3 separate regions of the Mus musculus genome follow, and all the other regions are linked to region 2. The links are chromatin contacts, called in public promoter capture Hi-C maps. All regions are on one chromosome and are shown on one strand. The core of a region is the stretch at or near the end of the contact, and the rest is flanking DNA. Distances in the headings are between cores, read along the strand shown.

The links. Promoter capture Hi-C pulls out the DNA fragments that hold promoters and counts their contacts.
Region 1: a contact with region 2 is called in a promoter capture Hi-C map of pre-B cells, with 2.9 times the contacts expected there. The contact joins the promoter of Lrrk1 here to the promoter of Klf13 in region 2.
Region 3: a contact with region 2 is called in a promoter capture Hi-C map of pre-B cells, with 5 times the contacts expected there. The contact joins the promoter of Chsy1 here to the promoter of Klf13 in region 2.

What each region holds. Positions count from the first base shown.
Region 1 is chr7:66,386,535-66,389,866 of GRCm38.p6, reverse strand. Lrrk1 (leucine-rich repeat kinase 1) reads left to right here and starts at 1,526. Exons shown (of 34, transcript NM_146191.3): 1 at 1,526-1,647.
Region 2 is chr7:63,937,477-63,940,645 of GRCm38.p6, reverse strand. Klf13 (Kruppel-like factor 13) reads left to right here and starts at 1,731. Exons shown (of 2, transcript NM_021366.3): 1 at 1,731-2,679. The coding sequence starts at 2,100.
Region 3 is chr7:66,108,045-66,111,282 of GRCm38.p6, reverse strand. Chsy1 (chondroitin sulfate synthase 1) reads right to left here and starts at 1,791. Exons shown (of 3, transcript NM_001081163.2): 1 at 1,056-1,791. The coding sequence starts at 1,372.

The DNA of each region.
Region 1 (3,332 bases), core at 277-2,776, 2.4 Mb before region 2:
AGGTGGGTGGCTGATCTACCTCTGACCACTGTCTATCAGAGGACCCCTTTGTAGACAGGGTAATTCCAACCTCAGACTGAAAGTCAGGGTGGGATGTGAGCAAACCCAAGAAAAACATGGGTCTGCAGGAATGAAAAAGAAGTGAGAAGGAATTTTAGCTATTCTGTAATTGTCTCCTTTGCAAACTTGTGATTAAAACACACCTACTGGGTACAGTTGAATACTGTGATATGGCCATCTCAAAAAAAGCTCATATATGTGTCGAATATTCCAGACCTTTGTTTGCTCGTTTGTTTGTTTTAAATTGGGCACTTTTCTTAACCTATTTCTAAGATTGTTTAAAGTGGAAAATTTCTTGCCACTTAAGCATAGGCAACACAAGTCCTCTTAGTGTGTGTTGGTCCTGGCTCTAGACATGGACTTCCTTTTAGTAACGCTAGGTGGCAGTGATGTATGTATGCCCTGAAGGCGCCACCAAGCCAGGCTCATTCAAACTGCTGACGCCATGCCTTGCAAATTATTAGGGACTTTTCCATAGCAGTCATGTTGCTGGCCTTGCTAATTGGTCTGAGGACCTCGGTGGTGAGGACAGGATTGCAGAACCCCACCTACATTTTTGTAACAGTGTTCGATGGAGGAAAAGAAGAGCGAACGTAGAAGAGCTGCGAGGTTGTGGCCTTGCCAACTAGGGATACAAACTCCAACTCTAAACAAACACTTGAGGTGTTCCCAAAATATCTCAGGCGGCCCACGGCTTCTCAAATTCTGTGAGCTGCCAGTGAGGCGGTCTGTCAATGTTCTTTGCACTTGGTCTCAGGAATATTCATTCTTACCAGTAAGAAGCACTTCGGTCCAGTACTGATTTTCTACCAAGGATTATCTTTTCTCGGGGAAAACGAGCGGAATCCGAAGCTTGCCTGCTGAGTGTATAGCCGCGTTTGGTTATTAACTTCAGTGGAATCAACTGACAACATTCCACCTCATCGCCACAAGCAGCCAGTCAGGGTGGCATGCTCCTGTAATCCCAGCTACTCCGGAGTTCGAAAATCGAAAAATATTCATCAGCTAGTAATATCTTTGCAAACGTCCATAATTTAAGTTAGCGAACTCGTGTGGTGAAAAAGCGCAGTTTACAAAACATCAACTTTTAAAATGTAGTTTCTGCACCGCTCCATAAAGACCTGCACACACATTAATATTCTCGCTCTCTTAATATTTACAGTCACAGTATATGGCCAGCAAACAGGATAAAAATTAATCTGTTACTCGAGCAGGGTAGGAAAGGCACAACCTTGTCACTGTGCCTGTCCGCAGGGAAGGCAGCAAAGCATTCAAATTTGGAGAGGAGTCCACAAAGTTTCAAGACCCAAGCGTCTACCGAGGCACAAGAGCAGTGAGCTTGGTCACCGACATCTTGCAGCTAGGGAAACCGAGGCAGGCCATCCAGGGGAGGTCGGGGCGGCCGACCCTCTGGCACAGCCCTGCTTCCGCGCCACCCGCCCTCTCCGCCCGCCAGGCGGCCGCAGGATTGAGGAAGTGCGTCTGGCCCCCGGCGGCCAGAGCATTGCAGGGCAGAGTACGGTAGGACCGGCAGGCCCCGGCCCTCTGATGTCGCCGATCCGCGGCTTCCAGACCCTGCCGCCGCAGGTAAGTGCTGCTCCGACCCGCGCCCTGTCCGAGGACCCGAGCGAAGCCCGCACCTTAGATCCAAGCTTTGCCCGCACCACCCCGTCCCGCGCCCGGGTCCCCGCGTGCAGCCGCCGTCGCCTGCTTGTGCCCTGCGTCTCGCCTCGCCCCACAGCTCCTCTCCCCAGCTCAGCACCCCGTACCCCGGGCGACCGCGTGCTCCGGACCCCGGCCTGTGTCCGGGACCCGCAGGTCACAGCTCCGGTGGGCGTCTGGAACTCGGGCTGCCCGGGGTCTCTTCGCTGCCTCTCTGGGCTGCGCAGCGACCCTCGCCCCTTGAAGGGTTAAAGCGAGTGCAGAGCTAGAACCCGGGAGCTGGGGCAGCCGAAAACCAGCCTGGGATCGGAGCGGGGCGGGGGCGGGGAGCCGAGTTCAGAAACAAAAGTAGGAAACACTAGGGAGACTACAAAGTTCTTTTGCGTTTGGAAAAAAAAAAAAAAAAAAAAAAGCCTGACTTTTAACTTGGGAGTGGGGGTGGGGTCTAAGCGTGGGAGTTCGTGGGCGCGAGTGGCTGGAGGCAAAGGCCCAGCGAGGCTCTTCCCGCGCGTGCGGGACAGCCGGGTGGTGCTGGATGGTCTGGAGGTCTTCCCCTGCTCCACGCGTGGGGCATGTTTCTCACCCTGTGGTCCCATCACTTTGCCTATGGGCTCTGTTGCTTGGAGCCAGTGGCAGTCCTTAATGGATGAGAACAAGAATTCCTGGAGGGGCAGTAAGAAAGACAGCAATGGAGAGACTCTAGGGATGCTGACAGCCAGTTCAGTCTGGCTTTTAATAGTTTGAGGCCATTACGTTTTTCTCTTACATGATGCTCATCCCTGCAAAAACCGGAGCAGGATAGATAGGGTCTTAAAGGCAAATTCTCTTAGCAAATTCTCACCAAATAACCTATTTTTGATGAGTTGGTCACTCACACTCACATAGCAGCATCAAAGGACCTACGATTTGTACACTTTGAAAAACTTTAGCATTGAATTCTTTCTGTGATTTGGTTTTCATTGTCCTTGCTCATGTTCCAGAAGAATATAGCATACCAACACCTAATTTGTCCTTAGAGGGGCTTTTCTAGTCAGCCAAACGTTTCCTTCCCCCACACCTACAACAGTCTCCTTAATAGTTTGGATATAATTATTATAACTAACTAAATAAACCAGCTAAGGAGATGGCTCAGTATACAAAGCACTTGCTGATCACGTGTGAGGATCTGAATTCAGATTCAGAATCCGCTTAAAGCCAGATGAGACAAAGGTGCAATCCCAGATGCCCCCACTTCAAGATGGGAGATTCCCTGGAAGCTCACTGGTCAGCTAGCTTTGTGTGGGCAACATGAAGAAGAAGCCTTGTCTCAAACATGGTGCAAAGCAAAGACCAACAGCAGGTCATCTGATGATCTCAACACACACATACGGACGCCACACTCACACACACACACAAACATACAAACAGAGAGAGAGAGAGAGAGGGAGAGAGAGAGAGAGAGATATTAAAAATAAGAAGAACCCTAGAAATCATCCCAGAGTAGTCTTGTTGGCTCCATCCCCAAGTGGGCCCAGTCCATTCCCTTCTTCTGTTTTTGAGACACAACAGGGCTGATGCACATACGAACTCCTACACAGTCCAAATTGCCATGTGCCCCTCCCTCCGCTCTG
Region 2 (3,169 bases), core at 482-2,981:
AGAAAGACATGCATGGACTGAAAGGCAGTGTAGGGGCCAGCTCTTTCCCAATGAGATGACTGTCTGTGGCATGTGGTGGGAACAGAGGAGCAATCTGAGTCATCACTTGGTCAGGACACAGTCTCTTAAATGCCATCAACATAATCTGCCTGGAACAAAGATGACTACTTTCTGCCAAGTGGAGACCCTCCTACAAAGCCCTGATCCAGCTTCTCCACAAAACAGCAGCCCAATGGTGTGGAAATTCAGGGTGTGTGCTCACACTCGGGGTGTTCAAACGTTAACCTAAAGTTTCACAACTGAAAATTCCAAATTGTTCAGTTTCCTCAATTATCAGAAATCAAAGTCTTTTCTATTTTAGGCTCCCATTTAACTTGGGGAAGAACTTGAAATCAGAGCCATGGTTCTTAATTTTCACCAGTAGTGAGGTGACTGACCCTTCTTTAGCTCACTGGGGTCGACCAACCGGCAGTCGGGTCTCCCTGACTTGGTGGCTGACTTATTTTAAGGTATCATCCACAATGAAAAGGAGAGGCTGCTGATCCTACCCTCACAGGTCAGAGGCCAGTTGCGGCCAAAGTCTTTTGAGTGTGTTAAGATTGGTTCAAAGGCAGTTGGAAGCTACGGGTCTCTCTGATGATGGCCTAGTGTTCAGAGAGGAAAGAACATGAATGTGTGTCTAGACTTTAGAGCAAGGTGGCCTAGTTGGAAGGCCCCGGCAGGACGCAGCGGAGCATTTCCTTCAGAGGCCCAGACAGTGGATGGGTGGGGCGCCCTGGGCGGGGTCCTCGCAGCTGGTGGTGTTTGAAGCCTCCAGGACCGCGGTGGGAGAGGGGCGGCCTGGAGAAGTTGGCAGCAGGCCTGGGGCAGGAAGGGGGAGGAAGGGGCCCCGTGTTCCCTGAACAGCCGCGACCGCAGCCCCAGCACGTAGCTCACTCCCTCAGCATTGGCAGTGGTGGGTCCTGCATCAGCCAGGTTAACATAGGCTCAAGGGCAGTTCGGCCGCGCGGGGGCGGGGCGGCCCCAGTGGTGACAAGGCTCGGGCCAAGGTTGCGTAGAGAACCGGAGCTCAATAGGAGCGGGGTGAGGAGGTGGCTGGAGATGGGCAATGCAAACCCGGCCACCAGAGAACTCCGCTGCGGTGGGGTGAGGCTCGGTAATGTCCCGCCCATAGGCGAGGTCGGCCGCTTAGGTCCCATAGGGACCGATACGCCACCTTGCCCGCACTCCCGGCGGGCGGAGCGACCACAGGGTGTCTTGCTCAGTGTTGCCATCCTCGTGCCACCCACTGCTGCCTGCTCACAAAAGCTCTGGCATGGAAAGGGCCGGCGGGGTTCCCGCTGCGGGAGGCACGCGCCCCAGCCCTGCGCCGCTACACAGCGGCCCGCCACCCTCGGACGTCATGCGTCTGCGCGCCGCGCGCCCGGCTCCGATTTCCGCCCCTCCTCTTGCAGGCCCAGGGGCACGCCCACTGGCGCGCGCAGGTCCCGCGGCCAGTAGAACCCTCTCGAGGACCGGATTGGCTGCATAAAGTACTCAAGAGCCAATGGAGTTCGCGTCTACCACTGGCCACGCCCCTCCTGAGGCGCTCCAGGCTCCCCGCCCCCTTCGTGCGCGCTGCTCCCTGCGGCCGCTGCCGCCTGTAACCTGCGCCGCCAGGATGTGGCTGGGGGCTGACGTCGGGTCCAGATGTGGCCCCGGCCCCGCCCACCCCCGGGGCCGGTCCGCCCACACCGAGCCGCGGCGCGCACGGAGGCTGTCCCGCCTGCCACAATGCACGGTGGAACTGCGACCACAACTTGCAGGGGTCGTGCCTAACGTCGCCTCCGCTCGACGTCCCTAAGACAGGCCGACTCTGACGCCGCACGCGGACCCTCCTTACTGGAGCCCCCCATGCGCTCACCCTCCAGTGCCCGGCCAGGCGGACGCGGAGCCGCGCGGGTGACGGCAGAAGCGGCTACGCGCCCAGCCTAGCCCAGCCCAGCCCAGCCGGAGAAGAGGGCGCGCCGCGCCCCCGCCCCCCGCCGCTCCCGGAGGCCGTGGGTGCGGATGCGCCGCTGACGACTCCTGCGAGAGCACCGCGCGCCCTAGCCCGCAGCATGGCAGCCGCCGCCTATGTGGACCACTTTGCCGCCGAGTGCCTCGTGTCCATGTCCAGCCGCGCAGTCGTGCACGAGCCGCGGGAAGGACCTGAACCCCGGCCCGAGGGCGCGGCCGCCGCCGCCCCCACACTGCCCCGCGTTGACGAGCGCCGCGACGGCAAGGACAGCGCCTCGCTTTTCGTGGTGGCTCGGATCCTAGCGGACCTCAACCAGCAGGCGCCGGCGCCCGCCCCCGCGGAACGCAGAGAAGGGGCCGCTGCGCGCAAGGCGAGGACCCCCTGCCGCCTGCCGCCTGCGCCCCCTGCGCCGCCACCCGGCCCAGAGCCCGCCTCCCCGGGACAAGCAGGCGCGCCGGCCGCGCCCCCCAGCCCCGCGTGGAGCGAGCCGGAGGCGGCATTGGAGCAGGAGCCCGGCCCCGCGGGGAGCGGCGAGCCTGGCCTCAGACAAAGGGGTCGGCGAGGCCGGAGCCGCGCGGACCTCGAGTCCCCGCAGAGGAAGCACAAGTGCCACTACGCGGGCTGCGAGAAAGTTTACGGGAAATCTTCGCACCTCAAGGCGCACCTGAGAACTCACACAGGTCAGTGGGGCGGCGGGGACGCCGCGAACGCGCGGACTAGGGACTGCTTGGGACCGGCCACGCCCCCAGAGCTTCGGGCCCAGCGCTAGAGGGGGCCGGGGCCGAGGGCGGGGAGCCATGAGCTGAGGGCGATCGCAGCCGCGCCCCTGTCCTGGCGCTCTGGCCTCGCGTGACGCTGGCCGTGGCGCTTGGAGCCGGCGCCCTCTCGGCGACCGCGCCCCCATCGGGCACGCCCCCTCCCAGGCTCTTGGGGCGGGGCCGCGGGGGTAGATGTCGTCATCCGGGCTGCGGGCGGCGCGGGCAGGTGCGCTAGAGGTGGTTGGGGGGGGGGGCAGGCGGCGCTCCCTTTTGGGGCGTAGGTGCTCGGGGAGCTGGAGTCTCGCCACCCCTCTTCCCAGGCCTCCGGGCGGGCTCTGGCGAGGGAGGGGCCGGCTGGGGCGGGCGAAGTTCACGCGGGGACAGGGCTCCCTTCAGCCACTCGGCACATTCT
Region 3 (3,238 bases), core at 542-3,041, 2.2 Mb before region 2:
AGTTAAAGAAAGAAGAGATCCAGCCATGCTTGTTTTCTTATACCGTCTGCTGCCTGAAAACTTAGACCAGAAACTGGATTCAAAAGCCAAGTTATAAAAGCACTGGTTAAAAAATGTAAAAACAAACATCAACTAGTATAGCCCTGCTCACAAAGCTCAGCCCCAGAACATCCGTGCTCTGAAACCATTCCTGCCACTGAGTCTCTGCCTGGAAGAACGCCAGACTTCACCCGTACAGTAAAGGTTTTTGTACTTCACACACACAAAAGTTTCCACGAGTCCCTTCCTTCACCTGGGTCTACCCCTCTTGTATTTCAGATTCACTTCAATGCAAATACAGTTCTAACCATGCCCTCCACTCTAAAACCATCTCCTTTTCTAAAGGCAGCTTTGGCTAATCCCTTTGTTAATCCTGAACATGATCGCTGCCACTTCTACTGACTCCTTTAGCCTACTAGGGCCCAGTTACTTCCTACCACGCATACGCCTTGGTGGCTGCGCTGGGGAACACCAGGCTGCAGTCTTACAATGACTAAATCGATCACACAAACTGTTTTTCCTCAAGGTTCTTTTTCTCTACTTAACAAACCAGAGTGTTGCTCAAAGGCAGAGTGGAAACGCTCACCAAAAGTGAGAATCTTAAAGTACAGTACGGAGGAGCCCTAGCCAGGTTAATTTAAGCGGGCTCTCCCTTCGAAATGACAAAGTGCCTATTTTAGAGACTCAAATTATAACTCTGCCTCCACTATCGCAGGTACAACATTGAATTTCGCCACCACCTTATGGGGGAGACTCGTTCCTTTTAACAAAGAAGTCTTGAACACAGAAAGCTTACGTGTCTCCCTGGAGATGAGGTTGAGAGGCACACACACTGAGGCCAGCGTACTCAATCCCAAAGCCTTGCCCTTGAGAGATGCTCACCATCCTAAGCCCTGCTGCCTTTGCGCTGAGCCGCTGGCAGCTACCAGAGAAGCCTCCGGGGAACCCGTAACGCCGCCCGCCCGCCAGCCAGGATGCCGGATGCAGGCGATGGCATCCACGAAAGGGGGGCTCACCTGTAGGCGGCCACGGCGCGGGTCTGCAGGTATTTCTGGGCTGTCATGACTCCCACGAAGAGAAAGTTCCTGTCGCGCGGGACGCCCTCCGCGGCCGAGCCCTGCGGCCAGAGCTGCGCCCCGCGCGCATCGCCGCGCGCCCCGCCGGGCTGCGACGCCTCCTGCCCTGGCCGGCATCCCTCGGGACTGGGGCGCCGCCGCGGGCCCACTCGCTTCAGCTCCGAGGCGCGGGGCAGGACGAGCCGCGAGGCCAGCACGAAGCCCAGCACGAGCCCGAGCAGCATGCTGAGCCAGGCGCGCCGGCCGCGCGCGGCCATGCCCGCGCCCCTCCGCCCGCCGGGCCGCTGTCCCGCTGTCCCCGCCGCAGGCTCCGCGCGCCCTCAGCCCACCGCCCCCGCCCGCGGAGGCCAGCCCGCCCTAGCGCCGCCAGGCCCGGCCCGGGCAGCGCCGCGGCCGCCGCGGGCCCGCCGCGCCCATCGCGGCTCCCGAGCCGCCCGCAGGCCCCGCGCCGGCGCTTTGTTCCGCGCGCCCGCCCGCACCGCCGCGGCCTGCGCCTTTAAGAGGGGACCATGCCCCGCGCGCGCGGCCGGCGACTCCGGCGCGAGGCGACAGCGGCTCCCGCGGCTCGCGTCCCCCGGCTGGCTCGGCTCGGCTCGCGCTGCGCCCGCCCTCTCGGTGCCCTGCGCCGCCTCTGCAGCTGCACATCCTCCGGCTTAGCGCGCCATTGCAAAGGAGCCCCTCACGTCACGCACCGCGCGTTAAGAAGCGGCCCGCCGGCGGCGTGCCGTGGCCCCTCTCGGGATCCGTCCGCGCCTCGTGATTGGCGCAAAAGTGAATGGGGGGCAGTTCACGTGGCCAAAGTTTAACCAAAAAAAAAAAAAAAAAAGCACCCGCCCCGCAGTCTGCGGCCAGGCAGGAGGGGCGTGGGATAGCATCGACGACAGCGGGGCGGGCGTCCCTCCAACCCCCACTGCCCGGTACCCGCGGCCACGCCCCCGTCGCCAGCATTGGGAGCCGGCGGTCCGGCACCGCACGTGGACTGAGTTGACCGGCTCCCCAGATGCCCCGAGAGCCGCCACGCCCTTCCCTCCCCGGGCCGACCTCCCGACTCGGTGGCCAGGACAGCGGGGTCCACACTGCAGCTTTGTACGCTGCAGGCGGGGCTGGAGCCACACACGGCCACAGTTCACCTAGGAACGCTAGGGGATTTGCGGGCTGGGGAGCGAAACGTGAATTCGCTAAGTAGCTAGGGCTGCCCTCGAACTCAGAGAATCTGAGATCTGTCTCTGCCTCTCGAGCGCTGGGCTTAAAGGCGAGCGGCACCAAGCCCGGCATATTAGTTTTTTAAATGGATATTGAAGAGATGGGTGGGTGAGTTACCACTAGATGATAAATACCTGTATTTAGTCCCAGTGAGCAGAGAGCTGGTTAGTACCCCCCTCACCTAAGTCTGTCAGTATTTTTAAGAGTAGATTTATAAAACGGATATGGATTGTGTACGTGGTGTGGGGGATGGGTTCTCGGGAGCCATACACCTAGTTTTTTGAAACAGGATCTCTTACTATTCTGGAGGTCTCCAAGTAAGTTAGGCTCGCTGAATGGATTTTTAAGTTGGATACCAGTTTCCCTATATTTGCTCTGTCTTAACTTTTATACGTTTTGTTAAAAACGAAAGCCCTTCAACTTGGGTGCCCACATGACAAATGTTTGTAAATACCAATTTTATTTCTTAGTCACCAATGTGTTAGGATTATAATCGCAAAGTAGCCACTTGGACCTGCTCTAATAGAGCCCAGGTGCTAGCTGAAGCTGCAGATCGTTTTGAACTCCAGATCCTCTTGCTTATGGAACTGGAGTCACCTGAATTCCAGGCCTGTGTGCTACCAGCCCTGGTGCCAGGGATCAGCCACTGGACCTCTGATACACTGGGCCAGTACTCTATCCTCTGAACTACGGTCCCAGAGCCTAAGAAGTTCTCATTTAATCAATCAAAGAAACAAACAAAAAGATAGAAAATGGGGCTGGAGAGATGGCTCAGCGGTTAAGAGCACTGACTTCCAGAGGTTCAATTCCCAGCAACCACATGGGGGCTAACGACCATTTGCAATGGGATCCGATGCCCTCTTCTGGTGTATCTGAAGACAGCGACAGTGTACTCGTGCATAAAATAAATAAATATTAAA